3 separate regions of the Mus musculus genome follow, and all the other regions are linked to region 2. Evidence: chromatin contacts called from public HiChIP or PLAC-seq data. All regions are on one chromosome and are shown on one strand. The core of a region is the stretch at or near the end of the contact, and the rest is flanking DNA. Distances in the headings are between cores, read along the strand shown.

What was found. HiChIP or PLAC-seq counts read pairs in DNA pulled down with a chosen protein or histone mark.
Region 1: a PDX1 HiChIP or PLAC-seq map of a beta-TC-6 cell line shows a contact between it and region 2, with 8 times the contacts expected there. The contact joins the enhancer-like site here to the promoter of 1700086L19Rik in region 2. A contact is called at or near these places in 8 of 39 promoter capture datasets (the 3T3-L1 cell line, cranial neural crest, liver and 3 more), 8 of 484 Hi-C or Micro-C datasets (Th1 cells, bone marrow-derived macrophages, embryonic fibroblasts and 3 more), 8 of 115 datasets of contacts at active chromatin or transcription factors (SST interneurons, a beta-TC-6 cell line, embryonic basal ganglia and 5 more) and 2 of 9 other capture datasets (embryonic stem cells and macrophages).
Region 3: an H3K4me3 HiChIP or PLAC-seq map of forebrain shows a contact between it and region 2, with 4 times the contacts expected there. The contact joins the enhancer-like site here to the promoter of 1700086L19Rik in region 2. A contact is called at or near these places in 7 of 39 promoter capture datasets (the 3T3-L1 cell line, cranial neural crest, embryonic stem cells and 3 more), 6 of 484 Hi-C or Micro-C datasets (cerebral cortex, cortical neurons, embryonic stem cells and 3 more) and 3 of 115 datasets of contacts at active chromatin or transcription factors (embryonic basal ganglia, embryonic forebrain and forebrain).

Annotation. Positions count from the first base shown.
Region 1 is chr12:74,085,734-74,088,571 of GRCm38.p6, reverse strand. The region is part of intron 1 of Syt16 (synaptotagmin XVI); the gene reads right to left. Among named protein-coding and RNA genes, the nearest start is that of Gm40889, 53 kb to the left of the region's middle. Within about 2 kb of position 1,316, at least 16 of the 459 cell types and tissues checked have an H3K27ac peak or open chromatin away from gene starts, as enhancers often do. A contact at or near this core is called in neural tube, where this site is marked.
Region 2 is chr12:74,282,848-74,285,628 of GRCm38.p6, reverse strand. 1700086L19Rik (RIKEN cDNA 1700086L19 gene) reads right to left here and starts at 1,353. Exons shown (of 4, transcript NR_030735.1): 1 at 1,173-1,353; 2 at 1-114.
Region 3 is chr12:74,130,666-74,133,365 of GRCm38.p6, reverse strand. All of the region lies in intron 2 of Syt16 (synaptotagmin XVI), which reads right to left. Among named protein-coding and RNA genes, the nearest start is that of Gm40889, 8.5 kb to the left of the region's middle. Within about 2 kb of position 1,350, at least 16 of the 459 cell types and tissues checked have an H3K27ac peak or open chromatin away from gene starts, as enhancers often do. A contact at or near this core is called in cortical neurons and forebrain, where this site is marked.

The DNA of each region.
Region 1 (2,838 bases), core at 67-2,566, 200 kb after region 2:
GTTGTCTCTAGAGATACAAATACACAACAGCTCAGAAGGCCTCTGTCCATTTACAGGGTCAAAACCCAGGAAGGAGTTACAATCCAGTGGTGAGGTCAAAACGCGAGACATTTGACAAAGAGGAGTCTGGAGTCGCTTGCTCCATAGAATAAACCAGAAGAGTAGAAGTAAATACAATTTATCACGAAGATCAATAGATTCAAGCCACATGTTATTTAATAATAAAGGGAGGGTCGAGAGAAAGTGGTTGGCTTTTATTGGCATCTTTCCTGTGAGTGAATTTGGTGCTACAGTGCCATAATTTGGGCCCCAGCTATGGGAAGATTCTTTGGGTACCCGAATAACAATTAATACAATTAAAAAGTCACAGGGGCCATTCTCTTCCAACATGCCTAAAGGGGCAGAATGAATCTATTCATTTTCTCTCTGTGAATATCAATTTATAGGGCTTTTTTCCCCCCTATGTGTGTTTCTTTTTAAGGGAGTTATTTATGTCCTTAAAATCTTCTATCATCATCATGAGGTGTGATTTTAAATCAGAGTCTTGCTTTTCTGTTGCGTTGGGGTATCCAGGGCTTACTGTGGTGGGAAAACTGGGTTCTGATGGTGCCAAGTAGCCTTGGTTTCTGTTGCTTATGTTCTTGCCCTCGCCTCTGGCCATCTGGTTATCTCTAGTGTTAGCTGGTCTTGCTGCCTCTGACTATAGCTTGTCCCTCCTGCAAGCCTGTGTGTCAGTACTCCTGGGAGACCAGCTTTACCTGAAAGAATTTGGGTATGGAGAGCTGTGGCACAGGGTCAGCTTCCGGGTGCAGATGGAAACCAGAAGGCAGTGTGTTTCTTTTTAAAAACCATTGTATCAACTGTTAAATACGTGCCAGATGGTTCCATTTTATAAGGACACTGGGCCCACTTTAATGTCAAGAAGAAAGGACAGTTACAAGTATTCACTGAGGTCAAAACTAAAACTCTAGGATTTGAGTGAAGCCAAAGCTTGAAACCAGGTCTGTCTACTCTGATACCACTATTTCCTCTTAGCCACTTTTACACTGTCACCCCACCTGGAACCTTCCCACTCTGTGTTGGGCCCTCTCATAGGACTAAAGGCAACTTGCAGAGGTGCTGACTTGAGTTAAAACATGTTAAAATGGAAGCAACCAAGCAGAAAGTTTCTCCGGCCGCTCTTTAGAGTCCCTTCCTCTCTAATGGACAGAGCCTCAGGCACTCAGAGCAGCTGTTCACGCCTGAGGTCCCGCCATTCTGTATGGACTCCCGATAGCCGCAGAAAGAATGTGCAGATGGGGCAGGCACAAAATTAAATATTGACTCTGCCTCCAGAGCAAAGGTTAGAAATACAGCGGCTTCCTGCTATAGAAAAGGCAGCTGGGAGAATAGCCCCTTGCCACGGGCAAGTTAAAGGAGGCTCCTTAGGGGAGAATTCCAGGTGCTGCCAGATGAGGAAATGGCCAGTGGTTTATGCAATAAGGAAATCTGATGTTGTTGGACCTGATAGTGATTGAAAGGCCAAAATGATGCCCTGGGCAGGAGGAGAAGGTTCAAGGGGAAGGTTCTGCTACAGGAGCATGAGAGATATACAGTGCATGCTCAAAACAGGAACAGCTACCAGGTCCAACCAACATGGTTTCTAATGAACAACTGGGCCTTCCTGGCTCAGCACGAGGTGCTGAGAAAACAGAAATGTCTCCGTGGATGTCCACTCCCCAGAGGGAGAAGGAGAGGCAAACAGGATTGAAATGTCACAAGTTCACTACCAAATGGAAGTGAGTGGGGAAGGCTAGAAGCATGTGGAGGGGTTTCCCCAGACAGCCTGGTCTCAGGGTTCACTGGAAGCAAGCCTTTTAGCTGTTTAACCTAGTAGGCAAGGAGAAGTGGAGTCAGGCTACAGGGTTCAAGTCCTGGCTGGAGCACTTAACTGCTCAGACAGTCCACTTAACCTTTCTGGGCTTCAATCTCTTCTTGATTAAAATGGAAGAGAAGGACGTATCTGCTCCATGAGGATGTTATGAATAATGAAGCTAGGGCAGAGTCCGGCATACACATTTAAAGGCCAGAAAATATTCCCTCTTCCTTATTGCTGTGCAGCCTAAGGAAAACTCGACAAATTAATGACTGCAAAGACGTGGGTTGAGGATAATCAAAAGGACATTTGTCCTAACACAGCTTCATCTTAGATATTTACAATCCATCAAAGCACCCAATTAAAAAGCTCTGGCCAATATTTGTATATATAAACATAGAAGCAGGTCTGGGTTGGAGCTATAATAAATTATATCTGAAGATGTCAAACTGATAATCAGATAAAAAATGTATCTAGAGATATGAATCTGTCGACGATCAGATGGTTATTATCATACCAATGGGTATCATATCACTTAAGGAGAAAAGATGGAGAAGAAAAACATGATCAAGTTCTTCTTAAACAGTGCAAGTACTTAGACTCAGGAGAGGAAGAAGTAGCCAAGGAAAATGGGAGACAGGAAGAAGTTACCAATGAGGATGCAAGAAAATGAGCCCCATTTCAACCAGGTGAACAAGAGGCAGAAGAGCCGACATCAGTCAAGGAGCAAGAGCTGAGCATAGAAAGAAGAGGGTGCAGACATTTCTAGCACTTCATAGCTTTCCTAGTGTCTACTGCAAGCTGACAGTGGTGGGATGAATCTGAGCAAGAGTCATTCAGACAGCGATGGCACTGCTGTGACAGGTCAAGCGCTGATTAGGAGGCTCAGGGAGGTTTGAACCAGGGCAGACAGAGGTCTCATCTAGTGAGTGCCAGACAGCTTTTTCTAGCAGCTATGTGGGTGGTATCCATTGGAAGCATAG
Region 2 (2,781 bases), core at 104-2,603:
TGACTCAGACCGAAGAGTGTATGTCTAGGACAGCCTCGGAAGATGTGGTGAGAACTCCCCTTGGCACATGGAGCATGTCTCACAGCCTCGGGCTCATGAATGGGGACCTGGGATCTTGAAACAAGGAGACATACTGGCATAAGACACCTCTAAAGAATCAGGGATGCAGGGACATGAATAAGTTATCAGGGCAGGAGAAGGCGGGTGGGGTGGGGATGGGGGGCGGCACTGAGACGTTTGAGGTGGGGCCGATCTGGGACATGGTTTAGAAAGAAAGATAAACCTTCAAACTCAGGATCACTTAAGTTTAAGTAGGAGCGACGTCAACTCCCCCTAAGAGATCTGAAAAGTGCACAATAGTTCATCTTGTCAGTGATTTACTCGAGCGGTTATTTTGGGGAAATGTGATTAAAAAAAAAATCACAGCCAGCTCTTGTATAATTTTAGGCTGCATCACCCTCCAAAATAACAAAGCAATTAACTCAAAACACCATAACTTGTTCTTTCTCTGACATACTGACTCTTTCTGGCAAGGTCTGAAGTAGCTGCTCCACGTTTGAAGATAGTTCTCAGCAAAGGGTTCCGTTTAACCACACCTAGTCTGCATGGCTGTGTGCTCACGGATCTCATCATCTTCTATATTTAGAGAGACGGGCTTTCCAAGGGAAGACGGGCATCCAATAAGGACGATCCCATCTAGAGAGGTGAGTTACTATGGTTACTGCTCAGGAGGCTGAGGACCAGTGAACCACTGCTCCTGGCCAGCTGGACCCTTTCCAGATGAGGACCTAAAACAGAAGCCCGTGTTGACTGAATTTCGTGGAGCCTACTTCGTGTCGTTTTATCCATAACCACGGGCTGCCTTTGGGAGCTGCCTCCAGCTCTCCAGCCTCGGGCAGCCAGGCAAAGCAAAATCAAGGAAGGTGGAAAACTTCTAAGCACTAACAGACAGTAGCGAACAGAGGGGGAGTCTCAATATCCAATCCTGGCATTTAAAAAATCAAATCAAGTTATTCGGGACCAGTGGCTAGTCACTTTTCAGTGGCTGGGGGCAGGGTGGGATCCGAGGCCAAGTCCCTAACCTCCAGCCGTAGGGAACGCGTCTTCTCTGGGCCTCGGGTCAGATGCCTGGCTGGAGGGGTCCTGGCAAACCTTGAGAGGGGTCCACTTACCCGAAGACTGCGTGTGCAAATGTTTCACAGCTCCTGTTTTTTCGCGAAGGTGTCACTCTTCGGACGGGTTCTGACAGCGACAGCGACAGCGGCGGCGGCAGCGACTGCAGCTCGGCGGGGCGGCCGGCTCCTGCAGGTCGGTCCCTCCTTCTCTGAAGCGCCTCTCGCTCCGGCTCAGAACGCGAGGCGGGCGCGCGGCTTTTCTAGGCGCGCATTGGACCAAAGGGAGCAGATGTTATCCGGTTGCTAGGAGCGTTGCTAGGAGGCGATGACGCCCCTCCACCGCCCGAAGCAACTTTCCTGAAGGTCTCGGGCGCCAGAGGGGGCTACTGAGAGCCAGACTGGGAGCTCTACCGGGAAGGAAGGCTGAGAACGAGGGGTCCAGCCACGGGTCACACTGACTTGGTCCAGGAGAGCTGGCGACACGGGAGCGGGAGCGTCGCGGGCCTGAGCGTTAAGAGGAGTCTCGCGTCCCAGAAAACGGTCACTCACTGGAGGCTGGATTGGTGTCCCCATGGAAGTTGAATGGGGACAGAGGTGGAACTGCATTTAAAGGTGTGAGGGATCCTTTGGCTCCGGGACTGTGTCCCACTGTGTTCCTGTTACTACAAGCAGGTTTGAGCAATTGACAGACTTGAAAGAGGGAAATATTAATCCATGAAACTCAATCCTGAGTCTAATTCCTTTGGGCACCCTATATGGCTACCTCCTAAAAACGGGAGGATGGCACCGGGTAGACGAGGGGGAGTGTTTCCATGGGGTGTTCCCATGGTCTAGTGTTCTGCCTCTATACCATTAGACTTCATCTAAATGAGAGAAGAATAAACCCTTCAATTAATATGAAATGTTCTATAAAAAATAATCACACAAATGACATGAAGTTGGAAGAAAGATGTAGGGGTTTCCAGGGATAGTGGTCCCGGGAGTGGGAAATGAATATGGTCGAAACACATTGCATACCTGTATTAAGTTCTCAAAAGGCAAATAAAATCTATCTTTTTAAATGCACCTCAAAAGGGTACTTTCCACAAAGGATACTGGGGAAACTACATATGTTTCAGTCATTGTTGCTTTAATGTAGTTTCCACAAAGGTTTGCAGCTTCTCCAATTTCTTGATAGAGCTTATTTTGATTCAGTTTTTGTTTGTATTCTTGACCATTGCTTCTCATCCTCACCGTGGCTGTTGTGAAATGGTTTTATTTTATTGAGGGGAAAGAAAAAAAAGAAGACTGCAAGAACCTCAAAGTGGGAACATCTGAGAAGCCAATGAGCAAATTCAAGAAAGGAAACCAAAATACCTAGTAAAGAAATTCTGCTTAGCATGCTCCCTTGATGATAAATTTCTCCTAAGAAAGGAGTACAGAATTTCCCTGGCTCCCTAGAGAGTTGGGCCAGGGCCAGGGCCAGGATGGAAATCAGCACCCCTGGGACTCACTTAGAAAGAAATACTGTGTTTAGATCCAAGCCAGGCTGCTGCTGCATAGCACTGGGTTAAGTACTAAGGGGTGGGGGTGGGGGCAGCCATCTTCAAGGCTAGCGGGGTACAGTATGATCCCACAGTTCAGAGGTCTCCAGTACCTACTTCATGCCTTTGTCAAACTTTAATCT
Region 3 (2,700 bases), core at 101-2,600, 150 kb after region 2:
CTGAGATGAGATAAGCTTCCTGGGTTATCATAGTGAGGACTAAATACAATGACAAGTGACAAAATAAAGACAGAAATATAGAAGGAGAGGTGGTGTGAAGAGGGAAGCAGAAACTAGAGTATTCAAACACAAGCTAATGGATGCCAAGGTCAATCCTCCAGGCAAGAAGAGGAACAAGAAGCTGACTTCTCCCTGGAGCCTCCAGAATGGGAATGACTCTGTGAGCATCCTAACTTCCAGACACGATCAGATCTGGAATTGTACCAGAGCGAATTTCCACAAAGACACCAAGTATACAGCAATCTGCAATAGCAGCTGCATGAAAGGAAACCCACCTGCCCAAATTCTACTGCACCCATCTTCACTGTAAAAGTATGATAGGGTGAATTGAATTGAGAAGATGAAGAGAGTAGAAAAACAGAAATTAAAGTCCTGCCTCTGGGGTTAGGCAACCTTAAGTCTGAGTTCTGCCAATCAATAGCTTAGAATAAACATCCATCTTAGTAAGTCACAGCTTCCTCACCCATAAAATAGATGATAATAGGACTTACTCATTGAACTACTTCAAAGGAAATATGTATTTGAACATAGTGTAACCCAAATGTATAGATTCAATTAAAAAAAAAAAGAGTAGCAGCCATGATAGTCCAAGAAGAAGGAATTACTGGGATAAGTAATGATCTCTGTTAGACCAGGAAATGACCTCAAAGATGCAGATAAGGATCAAGACTTACGTGTAGACTTGGAAGGGATTTATTTTCAATAAATTTTCTAACTCACAATTGAAGAAAACTGTCTTTGCTCTATGTGATATCTCCCCTGCCCCCCCCCCCCGCAAAATTCACTACTAATGATCAACACAGCACCTTAAATAAAGAAAGCAAATAGCATGCATGGAATACTGAGGAGGTCCATGATAGCAGCAAGTGCTAAATAAATGTCAGCTGCCAGCTATCACTGTTACTACCTGTGTTTCTACGAAGCCACTGATCCACCTCATCTTCCCCTTTCTAATTCCAGACACAGTGATAGGTATGTTCTAGCTATGGAAAAATACATAACCTAAAAGAAGACATATGGTATTTCCTAGACGAATTATTTTGCACAGTAGATGCAAAAAAAACAAATCAGTGCTTCTTCATGTCTCACATCACCGGATGAGCTAAGAGACTTCTTCCCTATTTCAAACTCTTTCCTCATATCATTAGATTAAAACAGTTATTTAGTTATGGATGTTAGAGGCATCTTTCTATTCCTCATTTTTTTTCTTTGTTTCATACAGCATAGTCTAAGAGCAGGACAGCCTAGTTGATGTTTAATCTTTCTTATTAGGTCTCTTCCATTCACAGAGCTCCAGAAGTTGCTATGGTAACCCTACGAGCCGAATAGGATCACAGAATGAGAGCTGGGAGAAACTAGTCCAAACTTATCAATTTGCAAATGAGGACTTAAGGCCCAGAGAGGTGAAGTGGGTTTCCCAAAATACTGTGGCCAATTAGCAGCAAAGTAAGCTCCAAGTGTCTGCCCCATGCTTCCTTCCACCACATGAAGCTGCCTTCCTTCCTTAACATTTGTCAAAATATGTTAGGAACATCCCAACTTCACTGAGAAATCAGTGCACTGAGGATGACAATTAGCGAAAATATCAAAGGTTAGGTAAAATGTGGAATAGAGGCATGTTTCCATGGCTTCTGATCCATGATAATGAACCTTTCAGGGAGAGATGTCAAAAAAGGGTGGTTGCTTCTTCAGGGTTGTCATCTGAAAAATCAGCTCTTTTTAAAGCTCCCTCCTGGTGATCCTGCCCTAGTCTGAGGCAAGTGCTTTCCAGTGCTTTTGTGCTTTCTTGTTTCATGATCTCAAAACCTCAACTTATCTGCAAGTATAATTTAGAATCATTCCTAGAACACTCCAAGAAACAAAAACAACTATGAAAAAACCCATGATCCAAGACAAATAAGGGGGGGGTGTTTTAAACAGCTCTAGCCTGAGTCTTTATTATTTGCAAAGGAAAACGCCCCATCAGCTTCAGTCTTCCAGTTTAAGTAAAGAATGGGATGTGTTGACATATATCGTCTTATCAGAAGACTTGCTTCTTTGCTCAATGGCCATAGTCCATGAGGACCATCAGCATAGACGCCACACCAACACTTTTATAAAATACATCTTGTATTCTAAGACAACTCTGCCAGCATCCAATAATCCCAACATGCAGATAAAGAGACTGAAGGTCAGAATGATTCGTTTAACTCACCAAGGTCATATCGGAGTGACAGTCAACTCTGATCATTCTAAATCCCGCCTCATTACTAGTCTATAACCAAGCAACATCGGCTCTTCTCCCTTAACCTGGACCCAGCTGGGACAGTAGTGGCTAAAGGAGTCACAGCTCCTCAATTTTATATGACAAGCTTCATTAACTATCCTGTTCTGCTTTCTAAAGATGAGTCAGATGCCTCGAGTGGAGTTCAAAAGAGCAAGACAATTGCAGACGTGCCAGTCAGCTGGCGACTACAGCATCCTTCCCCTTGATTAACTCTGCAGTGACTCAAACATGTTTATGTGCACTTTGATACTCTGTCCCTCCAAAGGTGAAGCCTAATTCCCAGTCATCTGGACATAGACTAGAATCAGTGAAAAACAGAAGCAGACAGCAGTGGCAATGTATGACTCTGTAGATGAGATTGTAAAAGGGAAATG